Regions from separate parts of the Gossypium hirsutum genome. Here region 2 is linked to region 1. A link is a contact called in public Hi-C data. All regions are on one chromosome and are shown on one strand. Each heading gives the region's core, a stretch centred on a gene start, on an enhancer-like site or on the middle of the called end of the contact. The rest is flanking DNA. Distances are from core to core; before and after follow the strand shown.

Evidence for each region. A called contact is a pair of places that touch in the nucleus more often than the background predicts.
Region 2: a Hi-C map of leaf shows a contact between it and region 1, with 2.0 times the contacts expected there. The contact joins the promoter of LOC107933377 here to the enhancer-like site in region 1. A contact is called at or near these places in 4 of 34 Hi-C or Micro-C datasets (hypocotyl and leaf).

The regions. Positions count from the first base shown.
Region 1 is chrD02:39,229,095-39,233,261 of Gossypium_hirsutum_v2.1, forward strand. LOC121214653 (DNA repair protein RAD16) reads right to left here. Exons shown (of 16, transcript XM_041088541.1): 7 at 4,043-4,167; 8 at 3,822-3,907; 9 at 3,167-3,236; 10 at 2,143-2,274; 11 at 1,687-1,914; 12 at 965-1,069; 13 at 719-871; 14 at 394-482; 15 at 220-300; 16 at 1-146. The coding sequence ends at 77. Among protein-coding and RNA genes, the nearest start is that of LOC121214652, 3.7 kb to the left of the region's middle. Within about 2 kb of position 2,482, at least 1 of the 9 cell types and tissues checked has an H3K27ac peak or open chromatin away from gene starts, as enhancers often do. A contact at or near this core is called in leaf, where this site is marked.
Region 2 is chrD02:39,397,321-39,401,487 of Gossypium_hirsutum_v2.1, forward strand. It overlaps LOC107933377 (serine/threonine/tyrosine-protein kinase HT1), which reads right to left and starts at 2,010. Exons shown (of 4, transcript XM_016865578.2): 1 at 1,478-2,010.

The DNA.
Region 1 (4,167 bases), core at 1,232-3,731:
TTACATTTCACTAGAACTTGGCTTCAACAACCCAACCCAACCCAACCCAACCCAACCCAACCCAACCCAGCTCAGCTCACACAAATAGAAATCTCATGTCTGCCTCCGTCAATTTTCCTAGAGCCTCTGTGGAGCCACCCACCGTCCTACACAACACCACAACACATTAAACATTCAAATTACTCCTTCAAAATTAACAAAAAACTAATAAACTCTTACCCTTCAAACACTAATTCCTTCTTTTCTTGCAGCTTTAATATCCTCTCCTCTATTGTGTTCTCAATAACAAACCTCACAATCCTAACATCACACCAAAAAAGATGCCATTAGTCTCATTAACTCAAACCAGTCTCAACATTTTTGTTATAAATTAACTTCCAATCACAACCCAACCTTATTGGTTTACATTGCCCTATTCGGTGTATCCTATCTTGTGCTTGGCGCTCCACAGCTGGGTTCCACCAAGGGTCCATCAAGAAAACCTAATCAGGTTCAAAGTCTACCATTTTAAGCCTTTAGGAAAAAGAAATGTACACAAAGGAATAGCCAATTTAACCTAAACACTACTGTATTCATTTTAGATAAGGAAACGTTTAATTGCAAAAACAAACTGTAATCCCAGTAAGAGAGAGTAATGCCATAAATTCTTTTTTTGCAAATGGATCCCAAAAGATATCAGAGATTAAACCAAACAAGCATTCAATAAGATATTGCTTACATGTGATGCAACTGTGAGATTAAGGGCAACACCTCCAGCTTTCAAACTCATGAGAAATATCTTGCAATCTGGATCCTCAGTAAAACTCTTGATTGCAGCATCTCTCGCAGCCAAGGACATGCTCCCTACTAGTTGAACACATTTTATGCTGGACTGCAAAACAGGCCAATCTATTATGATAGCATCTTTTCTTATCTGCACAAAGAAACCATGACAGAAATTTGTTTCGTTTCTCATTTTAGAAACCTTATGAAGGGAGTATTTTATGAGATCCAAGAAAGATGTGAATTGGCTGAAAACAATTCCTTTCGCAGAACCATCTCTTTCCACCATGAATCTGATTTCTTCCCTCTAAAATTATGAAAACTCTGTTAGCAGAGAGGATGAAGAGATAAACAGTGAACAATATGAATATGCCATGCAATAGAGGCAAATTTGCCGCAGGTCATAATAATCATCACTCAACAGTGAAAGTAATAACACTAATTCTGTCAATAACGTTCTGTCATTTATCTTTGTTATCATCCACTTATATTGACAAAGAAATGCAGCTGCTGCTAATTTCTATTATGAATAGCACTGCTGTGAATTAAAAAGGTGACACAAAATTACTGCAGCATTACACGTGACAATATTGAAGTTCAAAATACCAAGTTTTGCGACTTTGATAGAAACATAGTTTACACATAAAGACACTGCTAGTCATTGAGGTTTACATAAGAATTTACTATATGAAGAACAAGCCAAATGGGAACTCCAAGCAGGCTATCAGATGAAATTTCTAACCACATTAATAAGAAGTTTCTGCTAAACTGTCCAGTAAAGTCATGTCAATAATGATAAAGGAGAGATATATAATAGCCATTAATGACATAATGCAAACCATGGTTGTGTATATAGTACAAATGTTATCCTCTCAAAATAGTCTAGCAACTTTTTAGCAATTAATGAATCCCAGTAAGTCATACCAAAGCCTCTATTTTAGTGCTCGTCTGAAAATCATTTAATTGAATTCTGTTCAGAATACTTGAGGATTTAAACCCCTTCAGTGTTGTTTTGCTAGATTGCCCTCCATCTGCATTCGTAGTCAGATCAACAGTAAGTAATCTTGAGCATGAGGGGCATGAGACATTTCCCAGGGAGGCAGAAAAATCAATCAGACAAGCTTTGCAGAAGACATGTGCACATGCTGTAACCTGAAACAATCAGAATCAGGACATTCAAACAAAATGCTTTCACGGTTGCACATTTGTAGTGATTATTTTATTCTTATCTTTTTAATGACATCTTATTCTTAAGATTTGCTCAAATATGACCACGGGAGGATGGATTAGTGTAACTGTTTTGACCTTTACATGCTTATAGTGCCAGGAAGAACTAAAGGAAGAAAATACTAAACAGAACAAACAGAAAGGGTAGCCCACCACTGGATCTTCTGCAGGATCATTGCAAATGCCACAAACTTGTTCATCATCATTCCTATCACCATTTACCATGTTTCCAGCTCTTTGTGCAGCAGTACTCGAATATACTACAAGGTAAGGGTGATCAACAGCCTAGAATTTTGCACAAAAACACCGGTTTAACAGATCAGCATAAAAATTTCAAATACCGTATTTCATTTTCTTAGATAAAGGTCTAATCTGGATGTATTTGCTATGGGTGATAAGGATGATAGTGAAAGGATCAACGTCTGGGTATTATCAATGTGCCCATATGGCACAGTGGGTAGTTGCGGTGGGGAGCACCTCCCAGTTCCACCTGGACACCATTCAATTCACTGGGGTCCAGGGCAGTGAGAGGCATCCCCACATCTTTCCACTGTGCCAAACAGACACCAAGTGATAATCATCCCTTTGGTAGTATCACACCTTGAAGGGGTGACCATATCATCTTCAAAAATTCACGGATATTTCCTCACTCAATAATACCTTTTAGAAAATTACCTACAAATAATAAAATATATAACAAAAAAAAAAAGTTCTGATCCAGACTACAATTACACATACTGAAATTCATAAAAAAAGGGCAATATCAACTAGAATTAAAGCTTATGAAGTTTGGAATACAAACACATAGGATTCATGCATAAGTCAATAATCAATTGAAACAAAACAAAAAAGCCATCGGTTCAAGGATATGCCATTTATTATCAAGAGATTTAGTAATTAAAAAATATTTATGCTCTACCGAATCCAAATTCCAAAATATGTGCTTGCATATGTAAGCAAATTAGAAAGAGGTTGAACCTATACGAGTATAACCCTATCATATCATTTTGTAAGACTATCAGATCCAATATTATATCTTGTAGGCCATCATTAATACAGAGTAGAAGAATAAATTATTCGATATGCCTAACTGTTTCATTAACCCACATAGGAAAAGAATAAAAGAATACAGGGTAGAAGAATGTTTCATCCATTGAAGAAATAAAGATATACTCACCTGCCGCAAGCGTGTGAGGAGGTCAAAAATGTGAGCATAATTGTTCATTACAGTTCCTGCTTGAACATATCTGTAAGAAGAGCAGAAAATTAAAAACAGAAAAGAATAAAGCTTAATACCATAAAAGGAAAAACCATGGTTTAATGATCATGTATCTAAGAAAACATCGAGCGTAGCTTGAACTAGATTTTTCATATCACTAATAAATATATGAACAATCCCCATTTCGATGTGATGGGGAATGGCCTATATCCTTGATGGATAGACGGTACCACAACATAGTAGTGAAGATTCAAGTGAATTCAAACATAGAGCAAAAGACGCCTATGAAAAATAAGGTACACTATGATGTTAAACAAAAATACAATGGTCCAGTAACCAGCTAGCTCGTTACTAGCTCATTAAAATTAATAAGCTAACACATCCTAATTAGGATGTCAAAACCTTGCTAAGAGAAAGAGATACCAGTAGACAATGCCAAGTGGTCAGTGGAGATATTAACAATCCATACCTAGCTAACTAGGATTTCTTAATCTTTTCATTTGAACAGCATGCAAGTATTTCTGAGAATAAATATCTTTGTCAACCAAGAGTTGCACGGTAGGTGCTCAATCAATTCAACCATCAAAAGCTAAAGAGCTATATGGTAACTTACGTGTTAAATTGTGCCTGACTTTCACTGTACAAAGATTCATAATAGTCGGTTTCTTTAATGTCCATGGCGTCCCGTCTCAAGGAAATCTGCAGAATGGGTGCATTGGCAACAGAAGCACATAGGTATATTAAGAATTAACAGAACTCCATCATTTACTAGAGATTGTGTTTGCATTTGTGCAAACCCATGTCTGAGAATATGTACGTATCAAAAGCACTTACAATTCTAGGAGGAAGAGCAAGATCAGCAGCCCTGCCTTTCTTGGTACGTCTTAGGACGATGTTCTTCAAAATTTTGTGTTTTAGCAATATCATAGCTCTTTTCCCGATCTCACCATTTCCATAAT
Region 2 (4,167 bases), core at 760-3,259, 170 kb after region 1:
TCTTTAATTTGAAATATCAGTGGAGTATCACTAATTCAATTGAAATTTTTTAAAGTTGTAAATTCCAAAGGATTTAATAGCAAAATGTTTGCGATTAAATTAGGAATTTTAAAAGGTGTATATTTTAATAAAACATTTTGGATAAATATTTTTTAATTTTAGAATAACACAAGATAATCATTAATTTTCATAAGATAAATTTGCTTCCAAAGAAGATTCAGTATTCAAAGAATTTAACAACTTGGTATTAATCGTCATGCATATTCCAAACCCAACAAGTTTGGTAATATATATATGTTGTTTTATGCTTTCCTTCTTGGATGTAACTATTTTATCTTTTTTAAATTTTACTCTCTAATTTATTCAAGATTATTTGTACTGTTGTTATAAAAAACTATTTTTTAAAATTTATAAATAAATTTTATTAAGGACTTGCTTAATTTTTGGATATGCGGTTTTTAATTATTTTATTTAAAATTACGAAAAAATAAAAATACCGATCAATATAACCCCATACAGAATGAATCCAATATATACGGTAATTACACAATATTCCATTTACCTGTCAATGATTACTATATTGAATCCAATTTTATTGTGATCTATAGAAGAAGTTTAATTTACTCTTAACCATCATATCTGAGTGGATGATTCTTTTGGTAAATTAGTTTAATTTGTGTTTTGGTAATTTAACTTTAATTTTAACAGTTTCAAGCAAATATTTTAGGTCAAATTTCACATTTAGTCCCTAGACTTTTTCTTTTTAAGCATTTTAATTCTTTTTTTTCTTTTTCCGTTATTTATTTTCTTCTCTCTTTTTCCCTCTTATCCCTTTCATAACCCTAACCATTACTTGTATTTGAATATTGATTTTAAAACAATTATCAAAATTTAATTGATTAATAACAAATAAGGACTTAAACAATGAAGCAGCTTCTGGTTGTTAAAAGTCCAATAAGTGAAGAAACAAAGATGTAAATTTTCTGGAATTTTGTTTACCTCCGCAACATCAAAATAAAAGAACACTCATTCTGAAGGGTGCCAGAGCCCGGAACGACGCAGATCTACCAACACTAGTCCTCGGCGGCTGAACTGAGCCAAACCAGGCGGAAGCCGAGAGCGAGTGCGTCCTAGGGAGCAAGCCAAGGAACAGCGATCTCCTCGGCTCGCGGGGGCTAAGACAGAGTTGAGGGTGCAGCCGAGGAAAGACTTGTGAGTTTTTTAATGACTAAAAAATAAAGGAGAAAATGTAGAAATACGGGAGTGATAGACCAAGAAGCGATTAGAGAAGCTCACCAATTAAAACGCTAAACTTTGAGAAGGGGAAAAAGAGAAATGAATGCTAGGTGGAAGAAACGGAAGTTCATGGCCTAAATGGGGACCTCATTTCTTGATTTTGCGTTGGATTCTACCATCATTTCAGTTAAATATCCAATTCATTTTGCATTAAAATGAAAGCCAAAGAAGGTTCACATACCTCGTGGTGATTCCTTTTTAATTGCAGAGTAGAATCTTCTCAGTTGTTGCAGAGCTTGAGGCGTGTAGTAATTAATGGTAGATCCTCTTCCCAATGAATAATATTCCGATGCACCGAGCATCTTTGGAAGATTGTCTTACCGAAAGGTCGCTAAAGAACTATATTTGCATCAAAGATTTGATTTGATTATGACTTGAATGAAAGACAGGCATATCAGCTTAAAAAGAGAGAAGAGTGAAAAAAGGTAGAAGAGAAGGAAAATAACTAATTAAAATGCTTAAAAAGAGAGCGAGCGAGAGATTATACGTGCAATTTCATTTAAAATGATGGTTTATTAGCTTGGTATTACACTGATAACGGTTTAGTGATGATAAAAACATAATTTTAGATTAATTAGGATATTCATATTCCAACCACAAACTTAATATCAGGATTAATTCATCACAATTTTTCATTTTGTACTTATTAAAATATACTTCTACGTATATTTGTAAGCTATTCACCTAAATGATACAAAAAAGAAAGATAATGTTATTTTATTAATCAACGGTTGAAGAGTCGGCAAACATTGATAACGTGCGAAGATCCACTTCTGAGGAGACAATCTGGGTCTTTCTGATTATGACTTTCAGTCTTCTGCCCATTCTCTTTTCATATTTACCCCTCTCTCTCTCTTTATTTTCTCACCCCGCCATTTTCTCTTCTTTTTTCCCTTTTTGCCCCTCTCTCCGTCGGCCTACTTTGTTCTTTTCAATTGCTTTCACTGCCCCTACATTTCAATTCCAAACTTCTCTTGTCAATTTTGCATTATTGTTTTGTGTAAACCTTTAGAGCAAAAATAGATCACTTTAAATATATAAGATTTTATATAATATGAATATTATTATATTATAAAATATAATATTTTAAACATTTACAAAAAGTTATATTGGATATAATTAGAGGTCATCATGGCTCCGATCGGGTCTAAATAAAATTTTAGGCTCGGGCTCGGACTGGAAAATGGGTTTAAATTTTTATTTAATTTCAATCATGATAAAAATGCTAAAACTCAAGTTCGGTCCGACTCAACCAGCCCATATTAAAACTTTTTTTATATTATTATTTTTATATAAAAACAAATTAAAAATATAATGCATCAAATCACTAAAAACATTAAAATAAATTGTTCCCAACAAATTAAAAATAAATTTAAAAAATTATTGACAATTAAATAACACTAAGATAGGTACAACTTAGCAAGCAAATATCTCTAAAATGGTAACAAAATTAACAATAAAACAAGAATTATACAATATTTAAACAATAATAATAAAATATTAACAATAAAATTACGAAACGACACCAAAACAGTGATAAAACAACGAAAACAATAGTAAAAAGCAACAAGATTTTTTCTTTTTTGCAAATTCGATTTGGGCCGAGCCCAAAAAACATACCCGATGCTCAATCCGTTTGAAAAACATGCCTCATTTTTTATTCAAAATCATTTTTTGAATCTATATTTTTACTCAAACCCTTTTATATTTTGAGTGAAACTATGATCAGGTCCAGATATAATGTAAATTAGAGGTGCTCATGGGCCGGGCCCATAAAAAATTTCGGCCCGGCTCGAAATATGGGCCTAAAATTTTTCCCAGGCCTGGCCCGAGAAAAAATCATAAGCCCAGGCCTGGCCCATTTTTTAATAAATACCAAAAATTTATTTTAAAAATTAAAAAAAGTATTTTAAAAATATTTTAAAATTAAAAAATAATAATAAAAAAGTATTTTAAAAATATTTTAAAATTAAAAATTTTAAAAAATAAATATATGTATTATATCGGGCCGGGTCAAGCCGGGCCCGGGCCAAAAAAGTGGTGCCCGAGGCCAGGCCCGTTTTCTAAACGGGCATCGTTTTTTTCCCAAGCCTATATTTCGGGCCTATATTTTTACTCAAACCCTCCCATATTTCGGGCAGGCCGTCGGGCCGGGCCGGGCCACCCGGCCATGAGCACCTCTAATGTAAATACATATATAAATTGCTAAGATTAATTGACCAAATATATACTACTTTTTAAATAGCAAACCTGAGGAGGAAAAAACAAACAAACTTGTTGGTGGAATTTTGATAGTTCAGGTTAGTTTGATTCAAATTTATTTAATTTAGAAAAGAATTTCATTTAAATCTATTTATAAAATATATACCAACAATAACATAAAATAATATATTTCAAAAAAATAAAGTAGACTTTCAAATGAAAGAAGGTAATATATATATATATATATATATATATTAAAACAAACTTACTTATTGGATAAAATGTAGTTTGTTGTACTAAAACAACAATTTTTGTTTGTCAAATGTCAAGTTTTACATTAGAGTGGTACATGTTACCTAATAATTTGCAATCATTTTACTTTAGAAAGAAAATAAAATAGAATATAAATGATTTTTTTATTTAATGTAGAATGTAATAATTTTTTTTATTTTAATTCAAATTTCAAAAATTATTATTTGTATTAAGGTGGCATTATTATACATATTTATAATTAAATGTAAATTACAATTGAATTAAAATTCAAGTTATATATATAGTTACATAAAATTATAATTCATGTATCATTTTACACAAAATCAAAATTTATTGTATGTTTATAAAATGCATATAAAAAACTACATTTATCTAATATGAAAATAATTTTATATT